Regions from separate parts of the Mus musculus genome. Here region 2 is linked to region 1. A link is a contact called in public promoter capture Hi-C data. All regions are on one chromosome and are shown on one strand. Each heading gives the region's core, a stretch centred on a gene start, on an enhancer-like site or on the middle of the called end of the contact. The rest is flanking DNA. Distances are from core to core; before and after follow the strand shown. Region 1 holds the start of Bdp1 (B double prime 1, subunit of RNA polymerase III transcription initiation factor IIIB). Region 2 holds the start of 6430562O15Rik (RIKEN cDNA 6430562O15 gene).

Evidence for each region. Promoter capture Hi-C pulls out the DNA fragments that hold promoters and counts their contacts.
Region 2: a promoter capture Hi-C map of liver shows a contact between it and region 1, with 7 times the contacts expected there. The contact joins the promoter of 6430562O15Rik here to the promoter of Bdp1 in region 1. A contact is called at or near these places in 4 of 39 promoter capture datasets (the SN4741 cell line, hippocampal neurons and liver).

The regions. Positions count from the first base shown.
Region 1 is chr13:100,101,992-100,106,516 of GRCm38.p6, reverse strand. Bdp1 (B double prime 1, subunit of RNA polymerase III transcription initiation factor IIIB) reads left to right here and starts at 2,447. Exons shown (of 39, transcript NM_001081061.1): 1 at 2,447-2,890. The coding sequence starts at 2,679.
Region 2 is chr13:99,410,402-99,414,926 of GRCm38.p6, reverse strand. 6430562O15Rik (RIKEN cDNA 6430562O15 gene) reads left to right here and starts at 2,101. Exons shown (of 2, transcript NR_015515.3): 1 at 2,101-3,085; 2 at 3,356-4,091. It overlaps Mrps27 (mitochondrial ribosomal protein S27), which reads right to left. Exons shown (of 11, transcript NM_173757.3): 9 at 3,507-3,649; 10 at 2,562-2,732; 11 at 1-188.

The sequences.
Region 1 (4,525 bases), core at 1,198-3,697:
GACTATTGTTTGCTTGGGTTTTTTTTTTTTTTAGTGTGTGTGTGTGTGTGTGTGTGTGTGTTGGCTCCCCTGGAGCTGGACTGAGAGGCATTTGTGAACTAGCTGCCATGGTCACTGGGATGCAAATTCTGGTCCTCATGATGGAATGCAAGTGCTTAACTGCTGAACCATGTCACCAGCCTCCAAATTGTAGAATTTTAAAATTACTGGTGACACTAACAACTTACTTCACAAACTTGTGTAACACCTGTCTTGTGATGTATTTAAGTAAAAGTAAAAGTTACTTTGTTGCAAGAGCTGGAGAGATGACTCAGCAGTAAGGAGCAATTGTTATTCAGCACCTACAGAGTGGCTCACAACCATCTATAACATCAGTACAGGGGAATCTGATGCTGTCTTCTCATCGTCCTAAGGCCCCCACTGCCAGGCACGTGCATGGTGCACATGCATGCATGTAAACTTACTCATACATATAAAAATAAATACATCTATAAAACACAATAAAATGTTCATAAAATAAATTTTTTGCTTTATGCCTTTACGAGTAGGGAATTAAATCTTAATCATTTTGATTTCCTTATCTACAAAGTTGTGACATCTTGGATTTTTAGGTAGAACACAGGATTATGAAAAGGCCTTGCATAAGAGCTTGCTGTAGAAAGCTGTATGTCCCAGCAGTGACTACAAGATTCTTTGAGGTATCTTTAGCATGGTATTATTTCTCAAATACTTATTTATTAATGAAGTCTTGATCTGTAACTTTAGCTGGCTTGGAACTAGCTATTTAGAACAGGCTGTTTTCAAACTCATGTAGTTCCCCTGTCTCAGCCTTGGCCTCTGGAGTGATGAAATTACAAGCATGTGCTATTATTACTCCTGGCATTTTGAGATGTCGTGAGCATCTACATCTATTTGATGCTCAGTACTAAACTGCACTCCCACCTTCTTCAGGTTTCCTGTGTTTGTTCTCTCTCTCTCTCTCTCTCTCTCTCTCTCTCTCTCTCTCTCTCTCTCTTCTGAAAAGGTTTCATGTAGCAGAGGCTGGTTTGCAATCTGATACCTATTTTCCTTGTCAAGTTGCCCTACTGCCAGTACCGCAGGACTCTTCCATCACCCTTGAAATCTCATCATATTTAATATATTCTTGTTGATCTTGTTCATTTATTTTGTATTTTCTCCTCTGTAACATACAATGTCTTATTTATTGCTCCGTTGATATCTCTGGAAGCAATAAATTTTGCAACATTCGTGTGCAAAATGTGGAGTATAATCATTTTTGACAGTTTTTATTTTAAAGTGTACAAAAGCCCATATAGTGGATGTCCTGTGAAGTGTTTCATGGCTTCTCTTTGCGATTTCCTCACACAGAATTTCAACCTTTTTTTTTACTCAATTAAAAATTTCTTGGCGGAGGTTGGGGGTTGGACAGATGGCTCAGTAGATCCATTTCCTGCTCTTCCAGTAGGTCCTAGTTTTGGTTCCCAGCACCAGCATCAGGAGTCTGATAACTACCTGTAACTTTTCAGTCTCCCGCAAACTCGCTCTCTCCATACTCATAGTTAAAACTTTTTTTTTTCCTAGCAGGGTATGGTAGCCTATACATACCTGTAATCTCAACATTGAGCCCGTGCAGGCAGGAGGATCAAGAGTTGAAGGGCAGCCTTAGCTATAAGAGGCCCTGTCTCAAAAACCCTAAAACAAACAGGTTCTATGCTCTGGGGATGCACTGGTGCTAAGGCACTACTCTCATACTATTTTATCTTATTGTAATTTTGAGGTAAGTCTTGTCAGATAGTCCAGGGCTCGGAACTTGTGACCTCTTTATTTCGGTTTCTCCAGTGCTGGGATTGCAGGCACGCACCACCATGCTCTGCATTCTTGCACACTTTGACTCTTCTCGAAAACTCCTTAATAGTTCATAAAAGATTCAGTTAAGTAGGTTGGGGATGGACGTTCCATGGCAGTGTGCATGCCGAGAATGCAGGGTTTGTGAGGGATCCTGGGTTCAAACCCTAGCACCACTGGCGAGAAATTAAAAGTTTGAGCCGGGCAGGCAGGGGTGGCGCACGCTTTTAATCCCAGCACTTGGGAGGCAGAGGTAGGCAGATTTCTGAGTTCGAGGCCAGCCTGGTCGACAGAGTGAGTTCCAGGACAGCCAGGGCTACACAGAGAAACCCTGTCTCGAAACGGCCCCCCCCCCAAAAAAAAAAAAAAAAAAGTTTGACCTGGAGGATTCAGCTGCTTCCGCTCTCTCTTTTCAACAACTCCCAAGGTCTTACAAAGGAAAGAATATCTGTCTTCGAATCAAAAAAAAAAAAAAAAAAAAAAATCTCTGGTTTACAGGTAACCGAAGCTACAGAGCGTTGCAGTTGCTATGGCTCCCGGCGCCCGGAGTCTGACGTCATCGTCGGCGCCGAATGATTACGCATTGCTTCCGGCGCCTTTCGCGAGCCGGGACGCGGGGAGGAGAAACTTAGCTTTTAGTGTGGCAGGGTCATGAAGAGGAGGCGGTGGCGGGAGAGCGGAGGAGGCGGAGGGGGCGCAAAACTGCGGTAGCCAGCGCTGGACTGGTGGTTGTGGACGTGTGGGAGGGTGAGAGTGTCAGCCTGCGGGCAGCGGCCGGGGCTCTGGGCTGAGCGCGGCCGCGGAGCCGCCGCTCTCGGCCCCCTGGCTCCGCCATGTTCCGCAGGGCACGCCTTAGCGTGAAGCCAAATGTCAGGCCTGGTGTAGGGACCAGGGGCTCCGCCGCTCCCAATCCCCAGCGTGGACCAGAGGCTCCCAGGCCTCCGGAGCCTGCCACCGAGTCAGCTCCGAAGCCAGCGGAGCCCACAGATGTGCCTGCAGTGGATTCCGGGGGAGCAGAACCCCAGGAACAGGCTCCCGGGAGCAGGTAAGGTCTTCTATCAAGCTGAGCTGTTGGATTTTTACCACGGAGCACCTCTCCTGCAACAAGCTTTTGATTTGAGCTGGATGAAACCACTTCTAGTTGTAGTTTTATTCCGTGATCTGAGGGTGCGACTACTATGACTCTGTCACGATCTTAAGATTCCCGAGGAGACAGTGTCTTGCCTTATCTTACAGAGATGGGAATCCAGGCTTAAGGATTTTGAAGTCAAGAATGTAGACGCACCATCACTTGGAAATTTAATTAATTGTCCTGGAGTACTTTACACTGAAAGCACTTTGGGATTTTCATTTTGTGGATATTTATTTTTGAAAGGAGAGCACCAGTGCTGATTTTTTTTCCTCCCTCCACGCGGTGATGCGGTTGAACCCAAGGCCTCATGGAGTGTTAGGTAAACGCCCTGCCCCTGAGTCAAAGGGAAGAGGCTTAGGTTACTTATTTTGGTTCGAGTGCATACTTCTTTATTGTAACTACGTTTCCTGAATCAAGACGCCTGGCTTTAGTGACAAATACCACATTTGAATTTAGGACGCTCCTACTTAGCTTAGCAAGTTTAAGTAGGTTGTTCTCAGAGAAAATTTGTTCCTGGTGTCAAGTTAGTACCTCCTTTAGGACAATATTGTGAGATCAGATAGGATTACATAAACTGCCTTACATGCCACATGGTAGAATAGTTCCCCCAAATTTACTAAAAAAAAAAATTTGATTACTTTCAAAAAAAGGTGATGAGACCGAGTATGGTGTCACAACTTTAGTCCTAGCAATAGGGAGGCAGAGGCCACCCTGCTTTAGGACAGTCAGCCCCATAGTGAGAACCCGTCTCAAAAAACAAAACAGTGGAGAAAGGTGATGGTACAAATTAAATATGTGACGGGTTAATATGGTGACTGTAGTGTTTTATAATATACAGAGGAAAAAGCCAGTAAGTAATCACATTAAGTGACAGGGAGATGGTACAATTTATGTTTGCATAGTAACAGCATTTCTTCTGTTAATCAGAGTTTGTGCTGTGTGTTATTTTGGCATTCCAATTATGCACCATGATTTCAACATTTTTTTTTTTAAACTTGGATCTGTTTGAAAATTTTCTGCTTAGAATAGAAATACCAGTATTGGTCACTGCTCCAAATTTGGAAAATTTTGTTAACTATATAGGAAGGCATAATGATTGATATTTTATAAATTCCCATAGGCCATAGTCCTGAGACATGCTTGAGAATATTTTAGTTGACAATTAGAGTACATCATATACTATGCATATAAACTATATGTGTGAATGTGTATATACATACACACATATAGTTTGTCTGTTTGGGGGGGACAAGATTTAACTATGTAGCTTTGACTTGCTGGAAGTCTCTTACCTCCTGAGTGCTGGCATTAAAAGCATGAGCCACCAGGCCCACCAAGTTTTTTGTTGTTGTTTTTAAGGTAGAGTTTCATCTAGCTCAGGTTGACCTAGAACTCTCCATGCATGAAAAGACACCTTTAAGTTTCTCATCCACCTGCTTTACCTTCTGAATGCTGAGATTACAGATATGTGCCATCATGCCTGGTGTATGTAGTGCTGAGTATGAAAGCCAGGGCTCTGCGTGCCATTCAGGCTCTGTGCCAGCTTAA
Region 2 (4,525 bases), core at 852-3,351, 690 kb after region 1:
TCCCTCTGTTCCTGCTCCCTCTGGATCAACTGCACCCGCTCCAGGTGCCACTCACGGAGTTTCTGCTCGTAGGTGGCCAGGTCCTCGGCCTCACAGGCGGGGAGTTTTTCTTTTACAAGCTGGGTGGTCAGAGTCAAAAGACTTTCAGACTCAACTCTGTTCAGCTCCTGCAGTTTAGACCGAGAGGCCTGTTGGAAGCAAAGGGAAATCGAAAGGTAAGGGACAGGCAGGAGAAAGGAGGACAGTGAGAAGCAACTGAGTCCTCCGCTAACAGCCGCTCCATCTGCTTGCAGGAAGGTGCCCTGCATCTGTCCTGCAGGGGCAGCTGCCTCTCGCTGGGCTCTCCTGCTCAGCTGTTAAACCAAGGTGTGAGCAGTGCAGCCAGGCACACGACATCACCCCAGGGAGCAGTGCAGCCCCGCACACGACATCACCCCACCTTGGCACACACAGTGCAGCTGCACCTCCTGTACTTCCGGCTTCACGGTCATTCAGTTCTTATTTGAGCCACGAGGTCTCCACTTAGGCCTGCTCCTAACTGAGCAGTGAGAATGCCACTGGACAAGATGGTGGAGGATAGGAAGTTCGGAAGTCCCGTCTTTTCATTTAAGTGACTTCCCCTGGTTCCTTTCAACAGATGGAAATCATTGCAGGGATTTCTCACTAATGCTAAACAGCTTTCCAGAGTGCCTGAGCACTGTAGGCCTCCACCTGCTGTGCTCCCCCACAGGTCAGCCCTTCCCTCCTGCCTGCTTACAGCTCCGTCTGAGAGGGCAGCCTGGTAGGGTCAGTGTAGCAGCCCAGAGACTTACTAAAAGCATTAATCAATTTAAGTGCTTCTAGACACAGATCACCAGAGAGTGACATTTAGGACCCCAGCTGCAGCTGAGAGTCACATGTGCTCGCACCCCGAGGTGACTTAGCGTACAGCATAGGATCTGGCAGAACGGCAAAGGGGGCCAGACCGATGGGATCTAAGGAGCAGACTAATTATAAAAACAGACCCAAACAGATGACCTCAGACTAATGAAAAGCAGGCAACAGGAAGAAAATGTAAACTGAAAACCATTTCTTCCTAACATAATTTTCCAGGTAGTCTGAGGCCAAAGAGAAAGCCAGGAAATCTCAACTGTGAGGAGGTTGGCTTTGTCCAAATCCCAGCTCACTGCTGGGTCACATAAGCCGAGACTCTCCCGCCCAGGCCTCCTGTGAGGATAAAGGAAATGGGGGAGGGGGCTTACAGCTGCTAACATAGCTAAGGTCACAGATGGCAGGCTACAAACATGTGTTTCTGTTCTTTCTTGGATGCTCAGACAGTGTCCCATGGCAGTAAAAGGGCTAGAAGCTAGTGAAGACAAAGGTCTCCATCCTCTGAGACGCAACGGACAAAAAACGGCCAAAAGTCAAAAAGCAATCAAAACTGAGTACAACATTTACAAAACCCAGGCAAACCTGACGCCTGACAGTGGCTCAGCAACCTCAGGCAGCATTCAGCAGTGTGGTCATTCTTTTTTTTAATGTTTTGTTGTTGATGTTGTTTTTTCAAGACAGGGTTTCTCTGTGTAGCCCTGGCTGTCCTGGAACTCACTCTGTAGACCAGGCTGGCCTCAAACTCAGAAATCCTCCTGCCTCTGCCTCCCGAGTGCTGGGATTAAAGTCGTGCACCACCACGCCCAGCAAGTGTGGTGATTCTTGTTTTCTTTAAGTTTTATACACTGACAAGCAAAGTTAAGAGAAAGAACTGTGTCTAAGTTCTCTACTCTGCTTTGTCCTTGGGGTATGACAAGGAACATCAATCTTTTTATTCTTAGTTTCAAATTACAGGAGAGAAGCTAAGAATGACTTCCCTTCAGAAGTATTGGGGAGAAAAAACCCTAAAATACCATGGGATCCTGTGCTACGGCAAGGCCTGCCATTGCTGGGTCAGAAGAGACAGACTCACGGGCAGGAGCCCAGCTCTCCTTCCTGCTGTGAAAAGGCACAGTGCAGCAGCAGGCGTGGGAGGAGAATTCTCCCGCTCCTATGATGACATCATAACCTGAAAGTACTTCCTTCTTTTTGTATTAAAGAGACAAGAAACAAAGCAGAGAGCAGGCTCAGGGATTTTCTTCCCTGACACAAACAGCAGAGCATTTGGGACAGAGAGCTCACTGACAGTTTGAGTGCTCAGCACTGTTCTGGAAACCTGTCCACAGGCAGTGTCTCTAATGGCCCTGCTGAACAGCACAAAGCTGCCAGCTAAGCGCCACAAAGGATTCGTGAGTCTTATCTCTGCTGAAGCTGTGACTGACCCAGCACATTTGGTGTAGTGTAGAGAAATGGCTGGTCACTTGCCACCCTGAGTGGGAATCAGGCTGCTGTTGAGAAGCCGCTGGGGTGCCGTGCTGCCCCAGGGAACGGAACCGTGACATCAGCTCAAGCATGAAGTCGTAACAATGCCACTGCTTTCCCAAAAGGCCACGGTCTGTGGGAAGGAACACAACTGCAATTCTTGATGCGAGTTTTTCATGCCTTTGTGTGTGACTGATGCAGGAAAAGGCTCAGTTTCTACTACGAATCACCTGAAAGCGCTCGAGGTATCGGGGAAGCTTGGACTGTTCTGGTTCCTCAGTGTCTAGCTGCTCCACCAGGTTTGCTGAGCCCAAGCCATCTTCACCTTCCTGAGGCTGTGCCTCTGAAGTCTGGACATCTGGAGACGTCACCACCTTCAGGACTCCATCCAGCACATCGAGCTGTAGGGCACAGGAGAGTCAGGAGGACATCTGTTATAGACTTGACTGTGTGCAGGCCAACTTCAAAGTGTGTGTTCCTTGGTTATAATGACTGAGAAAGAGCATTAATGATATCAGCATAATGTGCCATGGGAGACACTGGGTTGAGGACCTCAGGACAGAAATGAAAGCTGAGTGGTGAGCCTTGGCATTTCAGAGTCAAGGCCACACAGAAGAGCATCTCCAAGGGTGTAGGCTAGGCAGCTAGCCAGCTCCCAGGGCTTCATGTCTCTCTGCTCCCTCCCTGCCATTACCGGACGATAACTGCACTCCTGGGCCTGGCTTTTTAAGTGGTTCTGGGGATCTGAACTCAGGTACGTAAGCTTGTGAGACAGATACTTTACCAATAGCCAAGGATAATGGAGAAAAGTGCTATGTAGTCTCTCCATACTACAGGAGGGGTAAATCCACCAAAACTACTTAAGTTTCTATTCCACCGCCGTAAATCCCTTTTGGATGGGGGAGGTGGTGAAGAGGGTGGTATTTATTGATCTGAGCTTGAATGTAAGGGAGCAGACAGCTTTCCTTTCACTTAATGATGTATGAATCAACAATAATCTGATTTTCCATTGCCTTTTTGACAGCCACACTGAAAATGTTTGTGGTTTCTTTTCATCCTTTTAAACGGAATAAATACCAATTCTGCACACATACAGAAAGCAGCGGAAGGAGAAAGACCATGGGAACAGATGCCTGTGAAGCCTCCATTTGACTGAGTGGGGTGGAAAAACATACCACTTCTCTACCCAGCTTGAGGTCTTCAGGGGAGGAGGCCACCCTCTCCATCACTTGGAGGGCTCTGTCGAGGTAGCCTGGTGTCCACATCAGAGGCATGCCGTGGTATACAGCCCGCACCCCACGCTGCAGTTCCACCTTCCCTGTGGCCAAAAGAGCAACAAAGACTGATCAGCCATGCCTCCTCACTGGGTCTGCAGCCAAAGGCTTGGAAGGCCCCAGCCAACAGCAGCCTAGGCAAGGACCCTCACCACGCACACCTTAAAAGGAAGCTTGGTGAACTTGTGTTATGTGTTTCCTCTGGCTGGAGATTTACCAGGGCCCATGAATCATTGGGCTGAGGAACTTTGAGAGTCTGACAGAGCTGTTCCTACAGAAGGCCACCCTTAAGACAAAAGAAAATTATACTACGTATGTTTCAAGGCCAAAACCATACCCAGAAAAAGCAATGTCACAGCTTCCTACTCTGAGGACCCTGTGACTCAGCGGTGACTTTCCCTGCCGGGAAATGTGTGACTTGTTTTGAAAAGTGTCAAACATACAATCTATTTTCTTTATGAATAAGAAAAGGAACTGCTTCCCCCCTCACTTTCTTGAGTGTTATCAGTTCTTACATCAGCGTCCCGGCTACCTTTGAGGTCACAGGGCCAGGTTGCTCAAACTGCCACGCAGCTGTGGCCAGGCAGCAGGGCCCCGGGAAGCACAGGGCCACCTGCACTGATCTTAGCACTGATGAGCAAAGTCACCTTGAGTGGCTCGGTCTAAGTTTGCCTCTGCTCATCTTTCTTGGAAGGGAGGATTTGGGAAGCTGGAAGAGGATGCCAGCAGACAAAGCTTATCAGGAGATGGCTAATTTTAGATCTTTAAGGTGCTTGGGCTGGACACGGGTCATGCTGGGCTGCTGGCTTGAGTCGAGTAAGGCTGTGGAGCAGGGGCAGAGGTGGGGTGTCTGATGGCATGGCTGCCTATCGCAAGGGACCAGGGCCTCTTCTCATAAGCAACAGTCAAGTACATTCCTT